Linked DNA regions of Zea mays: region 2 is linked to region 1. The links are chromatin contacts, called in public Hi-C maps. All regions are on one chromosome and are shown on one strand. Each heading gives the region's core, a stretch centred on a gene start, on an enhancer-like site or on the middle of the called end of the contact. The rest is flanking DNA. Distances are from core to core; before and after follow the strand shown. Region 1 holds the start of LOC103651090 (Ulp1 protease family C-terminal catalytic domain containing protein expressed). Region 2 holds the start of LOC100191731 (MYBGA transcription factor).

Region 1 (4,373 bases), core at 279-2,778:
AAAACAAAGCTAACGCAGATTAGATCAAACGATCGTAACTGCAATTAGAGCCCTCCTCGTCATAACTGCACAAGTCTGGCCTCGAATTTACAAGCTGAACTCTAGATCATCAACAGCAGGCACTTGTCAGTCGAACAGAGCAAACCTAGCCCTGAATTTATAGACTGGCCACCAGATCACCAGCGACGGCATACCATCGTTATAGCAACAGCTACAGATTCTATGACCAAAACCTAATCCCCAATCCGAGGGGAAAATGATTCGGATCCTGGTACACGAACAACTGAGGCGCCACCACCTTCGCTTCTGATCAAGCAAAGGGCAAACAGATCTTTCACTTCACCCCTAACATCTCAGCATGATGGTCCAAATCCACAGATCAGCGAAGCGAGACCATCCATCCCAGAGTCCAGCCGAAGCTCATCAAGTTCACTCAGATCGTGCCGTAAGGAGCGTACATACCTTTGAAGAAACTAAGCAGTAGCCCAGCAGCTGAGAGCGAGGCCTGCAAAAAACTCGAAGGAGCAGCGGCAGGAGAAGAAGAAGCGGACAACGGCAGTGAACCGAGGCCCTGTGGCTATGACAGCAACCAGGGGTAGGCAGCAACGGAGGCGAAAGCCGAGTCAATAAGAACAGCAAGGGATCGCCTCCGAGGTCAAAGCCAGCAAAGCAGTGGCGTATGCTCGCTTCTTCAGAAGATTGAGAAGGACTCTGAAATTGCTATGAAACAGCCGACTATTTTATTGCCGAAAATGGCGTGGGCCAGCTAATAAATCTTCAGGTCTACGAATTCAACCGGCTTCCTGAAACAAACAAAAGAGGCAACGAACTATAGTAAACAACGAATGCGACGGGGAAAGCAAGCTAAGCAAAATGAATCACACAAGTTTGATGTAGGAAACGAACACAACTAAACTATGAGCAAAGCCACATCACATAATTATATCAGATAGAACACGGAAATAATATCACTAAAATCGCCAGGCAGTACTACTTCTAAAATGTAAACAATGCTTGAACATGGTGGCAATCCATTAAAACTGAAAAGAGAATTAACTATGACTCGGCTGATACATAGATAGAACTTATCCAATAAGACAACGATTTACCTAAAAAAAGGTCATCGCGAGTGCAGCTACGGACACCTCAAGAATCCGAAGTATTGTTCTGCTCCAATAGCCCGATCTATCGCCGGAAGACAGCCGGATCCAGAGCCGCCGAACCCGCCACCACAGCCAACGGCCCAAAAATCGGCGCCTTCACGCTGGAAAAATCAACGAATAGCTCACGGACTGGAGCACAGCTCAGTCTCGAGACCCAAGTACCCAACAATCCGATTGCCGCTCCGATTTGGGAGACCGGTTGACGAATTCAGGAGGAGGAAGGAGGGTTTCGAGCAGGCTGCAGGAGGTTTTTTTTTTGGCTTTGGGCTTCGGGGACGGTTACTTTTTTTTAGTTTGGAAACGATGCAAGTAGGTGTCCCTGTCAGCGAGATTCTCTAAATGGAATATCTTGTCCCTGTCAGCGAGATTCTCTACTCTATACCGTAATTCTTCGCAATCATATTTACTCTATATCTCAACCCTATACCAACTACCACATATTATATCATTTATTTTCACCATCACCACAGCATATACAGCCACATCCCATGCCATCCAATCACGTCAGAGACAAAAAGGACAGCTTTAGAGTAAAAAGGGACGAACGCTACAGGTAGCGTTCATCGTGCCTTCCGTATGTTTTGCGTGGCTGGTAGGGTCATCCGCTGCAGCAGTTTTTTACTAGATGTGTAGCTGTATGTTCGTAGCGTTTTGTTTAGCGCACGCCACTGCGGACAGCCTAACCGTGTAAGACTGCAAACAGATTTTTTTTTGTTAAATCTAAATACAACGTTAGATTTAATTATATTTTGTTAGGGTGTTTTTTATAAAGCTACATAAAAAAGGTGGTGAAAGTATTTAAGTGCTAAATATGGCATACCGTTGAATTTAGATCTAGCAGAGCAAAATGGTATCTGCTTACATATTAGTCGGCATCTTTTAATTTAGGGCGAGGAGAAACGCGTTAGGCGCCGAACGCGGCTTTAGAGCGTGTTTGGTGGGCTGACTCGGGTGCCATACCGCGCCACACACCGGCTGCCGCGAGTGTGGCACCCAAATCGGGCGCCGCGGGTGTGGCGTGCTGCGGCGCCTACGGCCCCTGTCCAAACAGGCCCTTAGACTGTCTACGTGGGTTCCGGCAGCCACTGCCCCTCCCGTTCTATAGGGGCAATAGGCGGCCCCCTACGGCCGCAACGGCCAACCCTGCGAGGCCTCCCAGCCGGCGGAAGTGAGCAGTAGTCCACCACATTAAGCGTCAGACTGACTGCAACGCTGAACCCTTCGCCACCCCTCCCCTATCACTGTTCACGATTTAGGGGACACTGTGCACCCCTTGCCTCCGCAGCGCTCGCCGCTATCCGCCCCTGTAACGCCCCGAATTTTGCAGTTGAATTTTTTCTTTTCTTTACTCGCCAAAATTCGGGCGTTACCTTTCCCTTTTCTTTTTCCCCTCGCTAAACCTTGACCTTTTTCAAAGTTTAACGGGATTCGGTTTGGAATTCCCGTATGTATAAAAAACCCTAAATACTTTATGTTGTTTGATGCACCATGCCGCCCTTGCATTTTTGGTTGTTTGAAAGTGCAATCGCATTCATCTAAAAGATCGGATTTCGAGAACAAGCGGAAAATCTTTTATCTTTCTTTCTCTCTCTTTCTCTCTCCCCTTTCTCTCTCTCCCGCGCCCTGGGCCGACCCCGGCCGGCCCAGCCGCCCCCTGGCGCCCCCCCTTGGGCCCAATTGGCCCAAGCCGCCCCCCACCCCCTCTATTTTTCCCAATTCTCTCTCCCTCCCTCTCATTTTCTCTCATTTTCTCTCCCTCACCCTAAGCCACCGCCGCCCCTGCCCCCTACCCTAAGCCGCCGCCGCCCCTGCCCCCTACCCTAGGCCGCCGCGCCGCCCCCTGCCGCCGGCCGCCCCTCGCCGTCGATCCCCGCCGGTGAGCCCCCTCCCCCTCCTCCCTCTCCTCCCTCCCCTCTTCTCTCCCCACCCCCGCGCGCCCCCTGGCCGCGCCGGCAGCCGCCCCAGCCCCGCCGTGGCCCCTGGCCGCCGCTGGCCGGCCCTCGGCCGCGCCCAGCCGCGCCCCGCCCGGCCGCCGCTGGCCCGCCCCGGCCGCTCCCCTGGCCGCCCTGGCCCGGCCGCTGGCCGCCCCCAGCCGCGCCCCGCCCGGCCGCCAGCCGCCCCTAGCCCGCGCCCCGGCCGCCTGGCCCCCTGGCCGCGCCCCCCTGTCCCGGGCCGGTTCAGCCGGCCTCGGCCCCGGCTCAACCGCCCCCGGCCCCAGCTCGGCCGCCCCCCGCGCTCAGCCGCCCCAGCTCGGCCGCCTGCCCCCGGGCCGGTTCAACCGCCCCTAGGGCCGGTTCAACCGCCCCCCCCTCTGTTTTTTTTATTTTTTTTTATTTTATTTTATTTACTTTCTGTGATCATAATTACTGTATTTTAAGTAGGCTAATCACTGTTCATGCTATGGGAAAATAGGAAGTTTAATTTAAAATTCCGTTATGTTATTGATTCACGTAGTTAATTGTTTACCCTGTGCAATGTTGATCAACTAAAAGTGATTAGGTTTCCATTAGTATATATAAATATATATAACAGAATTATTTTGTTAAAAACCAATTGTGTCATTAGTGCATAAGATCTAACCCCCTGCGAGACCTTTCCCGTTTCTTTCTAACCATAACAAATGCGTTATCGAATGTCATACTTGGTGCATATTCACTTTATTTGTTATCTTGTATGGTGTACTGTTCTTTTGTATTAAATATGTGGATGGATGTATGTATGTTTGCGCTCGCATAGAGAACGATCCGGTCGAAGAGCCCGAGGAATTCGCAGGAGAAGCCCCTGAGCAGCAGTCGGTTGGTGGAGACAAGTGTCCTTTGACCTATCTCTGTCCTATTCATTCTTTAATTCACCTCCCGCATTACACATTTATACCTAAGGATTGACTAGCTTTTGTTATCCATGTCCTTGTTTACCTATTTGGGTCGGATTATTACTACTTAGTCTGATGCTATTGCTCAACTCTAATCAATGAACATGATGTGATTATCTATGATACGCTGTTTTCCCGTTCTTCTTTATGATTATGCTTGTGGTTTTCAAGGGGACTCGAGCGGTTTCTCGAGTGCCTCTCCGTAAGGACCTGTTCTATGGATGACCGCCCGGGAAAACAGTGCAACCATGAGGGTGGAATGGGGTGCCCTTAGCTGAATAATTAGAGGATCCGGGATGTAGTTCACTTAGCCGTCGTGCCGTCAATGGGGCTCGGTG
Region 2 (4,787 bases), core at 901-3,400, 160 kb after region 1:
ACTGAGAAGAGTGTTCAAGGTTAATGACGCCAGTATAGAAAAATATATGTACAAATTGTTCAGGGTAAAAATAGGAAGTCCCTAGGAACATATACACACAGGTAAGGCATATTAAGGGGTGTTTGGGATAGCTCCAGGTTCCAGCTCTAGTGTGGAGCTGTACTTTTTAATATCAATTTAATTAGTTTTAAAAATATTTTTAATCTAAATAATAAACAAAATGACTTATCTAAATATCTTTTAAAGGTTTACAGCTCCAGCTCCATGATTTTCTGAAGCATCTAATGACCTGCTCTATTAATGGCTCCTGTTGAGTGCCCTCCAGATGATTGTGAAATTTCAAGAAAAAGTTGGTATCAAGGGTTAACGTGATTTTAGTGACAGAAATTAGAGTCAGAGTCTGCAATAGCTATCTGCCTACCTTTGCTGCTCAGGTGAAGTATTCCTACCTTTGAATATGACTACCTACGACGTCTTTATCCATAAAAGAGTAACAATGACAAGTCATATGGAGTTGAAGGTCAAAGCTAAAAAGATATTTGAAAGTGATCAAGGCTTGGTATTACACATCAGGTCAGGAGTGATACTAGAAAATTAGCACTTGTGCACCAGAATCTTTTATACCAGGAGCCAGGAGGATTTGAGCAGGTTGCTACAGGAACGTGAGCACCCTAAATTTTGAACCAAAAGATCGGTATTTACTTAATTCAAGTGGGAAATCAGATAAGTTACTGCAGAACATCAACATTTAGCAATATGGACAAATCATTACAGTTCCAGTACGTGACGCGAAATAGAATAGTTCGCTAAATATAACTACAGATATACACATCTTGAATTAAAGACTGCACGTACGTAATAAAGACCCAACGAACACACAGAGCAGGGAATCAAGTATTCGGCATGTGCAGATGAAATACGAAATACCGATGTGCAGAACAGGGAATCAAATACTGGACATGGCACTTACGTGACCAGCCATCCTCGCCCACTTGTTCCCCATCTTGGCGTGGAGCTGGATGATGAGGCGCTCCTCCTCGGGGGTGAAGGCCCCCTTCTTGAGGTTGGGCCTGAGGTGGTTCGCCCACCGGAGGCGGCAGCTCTTGCCGCAGCGGAACAGCCCGGTGTTCTTCTGCACCGCGTTCCAGTTGCCCTCGCCGTTCTTCTTAACGTAGTCCACCAGGATGGCGTCCTCCGCGGACGTCCATGGCCCCTTCTTCAGGGGCGTGCCGACGCCCCTGTGAGGCGACCCTCCTCCGCTGCTGACGTCGTCGGCCACCAGCGAGTCCATCTGTTCCTGCAGCATCATTTCGCAGTCGCCCTCGCCCTCGCCCTCCCCCTCGCTCTTCACCCGGTACATCGCGCGCTGTTAGGGTATTGCACGGAACAGAGTGGAAGCAGGATCAGCAGATTACCACTTGAATTATATCCAAGATAATAAGCATGAAAGGAGCATTACTGATTTACTGGTAGATGGAAACCACCAAATTCCCCAATCCAGCAGAGAGAGTGAAAAAAAAAGGAAGCAAGGACTTAGTTAACGGCTAGACTAGACTGTCCAGCACTTGATCTTAAGAACGGAACACCCAGGCAGAGAGTGGTATCACTGTCACCCACAGTTTACAGGAGATTTCGGGTAAAGGCGAGAGAGAAAAGGTGGTTCCGTCTCCCAGAATTCACAGATCAAAGCACCGCATGCCGTGAACAGCACGCCCGGCGTCCCGAGAACGGGCAATTCTCGGCGGGTCCGGGCAGAATTGGGACGTAGAAGGACGAGGAGGCCAAAATTCAGCACTCCCCCCACGCCTCAGACCGTCACGTGGACGCCGAAAGGGAATCGGAATTCAGCGAGAGGGCAGGATCTACCTGGCGGAGTCTCGCAGGCAGCGGCCGGTGCCGATCGAGCCACCAGGGTGGGAGTCTAGCTGAGCTCCTCCGGTGGACTCCTCTGGTACTGTGAGCCGGCCAGCGGATTGCAGGGAAGGAGTCGACTAGGGTGGAGGAGAGGAGTGGAAAGCGGGGGAGGAGGGGGATCTCGCCTAAACGAGATGCCACCACTTAGCAGCAGCAGAGTATGTGGAGAATTTTCAGTGCTGGGAGAGAGAGTTTTGAGGAGGAAGAGAGAGACTGAGAGAGAGATAGAGAGAGAGAGGAAGAGGAGGGGGGAGGGAGAGAGTGGGCGAGCCTGGCTGTGGGATTTGCTTGGGGGGCAGATTATAAAGCTGAAAGGTACAGCGCCAGAGAAGCCTATTGGGCGTGGGCGTATGGGCACCTATTTTCTCTCTCTACTTCAACTTCGAGGCCCCTATTTTCTTTTCTTTTCTTTTCTTTCTTGTGCCTTTTATTTATTTCGGAATACTGATATAATTTTTATTTCCCCCCTTTTTTTGTTCGTGCCTCGTGAAGTCGTGCTTCTCAGAATGACAGGCTGAATGACCAAAAGAAAAAAAAATCAAAGAAACCCGTATATATATAGGTCATAGGCTCTCGTAGCATTATCCTACATTTCGGAGGTACAAACTTTTCGTGGAAAGTTTTCCATGCCACTCCTCCGAATTTTCTGTAGTCTTGCTATGGTTACGGTCGACCAAACTGTTGCTGTGAACTCTGGAACTCCTCGCTACTGACTAAATTGTTCCAGCTACAAGTCTGGGAAGTCTCTTTGCCTGCTTGGGCTATTTTAAGTGCAGAATTATGTGAGATTATTTTTTAAGACGTTACATCGGACAAAATAAAATATAGAGATGAAACAACACTTACAGTTTCGTACATATTTAATCCAATAAACTCATAGACAATTAGTAATTGTGTTAAGAGAAAGTTGTCGCATCATAAAAGGCGATTATATATACATTAGTAGTTTAATCGAGAAAGATAGTCGAGTGGCACTTACGGAATCCCTTCTTTTTTTAAAAAAAATGTGTGTGTGCGGCATGCAGCTAGCAGAACCTAGACGACGAGACGGTGAATATACCTTATTCTCAGGTCGTGCACGAGCGAGAAGATACCCTCCAATTAAACGCCCAAATTAAAACAAACTCCACCAATTTGCTCAAAGCGAAGGGAGCGAGGCCTTTATTTATGCCAGATAGGCCTGTTTGGTTTGTGGCTAAATGTGTCACACTTTGCCTAAGGTTAGTCGTTCGAATTGAATAACTAACCTTAGGCAGAAAAGTTAGGCAAAGTGTGGCAACTGAGGTAGTGAACCAAACAGGCCTCTAGAGACTCTTGTTTCCTTTCATAGTAGTGACGGTACCTTTTCCTCGCTTACCGCTAGTAGAGCACGTTGCTTTCTCCCGTAGTGTAGTGTAGTGTGGCCTTTTCCCCGTTCCTCTTTTTTTTTTTTTTTGATTTGAGACTAGTAGAGCACGTATCGTGTGTATTAGGTAGAATATATACGAGCTCTCACGATCGAATGGGATAAACAAAAGCATGCTCTCGATCCTAGGTACTCGACTATCTATAGCTTAGCTTGGTTCTAAATCGATCACCAGCAGCAGTGGAACACGAATCTAGCGGAGAAACAACGCACCAGCTCACGGGTGATCGATCTCGCGCGCTCGTCACTTCCTCTCGCGCTGCTCGGGTTCTGAAAAGATAGTAGTGGTAGGAATAGGCCGGCGGGCGGCAGCTCTTGCGGACAAGTCAACCATGGCATGCACGCACGCATACGCATATACTCGCTACAGGCAGAGGCAGCGTGCGAGTGTGCGACCACGAAACGAAAGCACCGTCCGCCGAATCTGCGACGGAAGCTGCAAAAGGAGAGAGGGCGCCGCGCAGGCAATTCCCCTATGGCTTTGCTTCTGGGGCAGAGGAACCGTGTGCATCGCTACTCCGATCTAATCCCATCCATGTACATGACATGGGTGGACGAAGCGAACAGCCCGGCCCGATGTCTGGTACTCTGGTGGGTGATGGAGCCATGCATATGCATGGAGGCGCTGCTGCTAATTCCGGGGGTTGCACGTGGTGAGGAGCCCTGCGTGCCAGGCCCGGAGGGGAAACTGCACATGCCCCGGTCAATTATAATTCTGTCTCGTCTTAGCTATTTTTACCCATTCGGTTCTAAAATAGTTGACCTTTCTTCGTTTTCTAAAGTTAACTTTAATCAACTATATGCACATAATGTTTATATTTATATTGTGTAGCTAGTATTATTATATAGATCTTTAGATTTATTTTTCATACCAAACTTATTTAGATATATAAATATATTTTTTTTCCTACAAATCTAGATAAATTGGTAAAGTTTTTAACTATTCCAAAATTTCGATTTTAATACGAAGGAATCATCTCCATGCTTAATCCTGACCTTTGATCTAGGTTTGATCAGTAACGATACGATGTAAATTAGCCACCGATGCGTGCCCCGTGCTTAGAGGTTGTCCATTAGTTATTCCCGTTCTTCCCTATATTATAGCAGCACGCCATTAACATTTTGGACAGCAAAGAGAGCCGAGTAGCCGACCTTTGTATACTAAACACGTCCGTTGGTCTTGTTGGAATAATAAAAACCGCTGCCTCTAGCTTTAAAATTTATGGCAATCTAGAATATTTTTCAATTAGTTTAAAAGTGTTCTGCTTTACCACAAATGGCATATATTTAAAAAAATAGAGCGAAGTACTTTTTTTATAAAACGTATATGTTTTTTTAGCGGGAAGTACAACTAGTCGTTAGCTCTACAGCGCGGGAAAAGTGAGGTAGATAACCGTTCTATTGTCTTATTCTAGGTGGCGGGAAGGGAAGGGAAAGGAGTCGGTGCTTGTACGAGGGTTTGAAAAAA

What was found. Hi-C and Micro-C count contacts between places; a contact is called where the count stands out from the background.
Region 2: a Hi-C map of ear shows a contact between it and region 1, with 2.9 times the contacts expected there. The contact joins the promoter of LOC100191731 here to the promoter of LOC103651090 in region 1. A contact is called at or near these places in 7 of 25 Hi-C or Micro-C datasets (bundle sheath, ear, endosperm and 2 more).

Annotation. Positions count from the first base shown.
Region 1 is chr3:191,946,572-191,950,944 of Zm-B73-REFERENCE-NAM-5.0, forward strand. It overlaps LOC103651090 (Ulp1 protease family C-terminal catalytic domain containing protein expressed), which reads right to left and starts at 1,529. Exons shown (of 3, transcript XM_020550438.2): 1 at 1,110-1,529.
Region 2 is chr3:192,103,976-192,108,762 of Zm-B73-REFERENCE-NAM-5.0, forward strand. LOC100191731 (MYBGA transcription factor) reads right to left here and starts at 2,151. Exons shown (of 4, transcript NM_001137160.1): 1 at 1,867-2,151; 2 at 971-1,366; 3 at 1. The coding sequence starts at 1,360.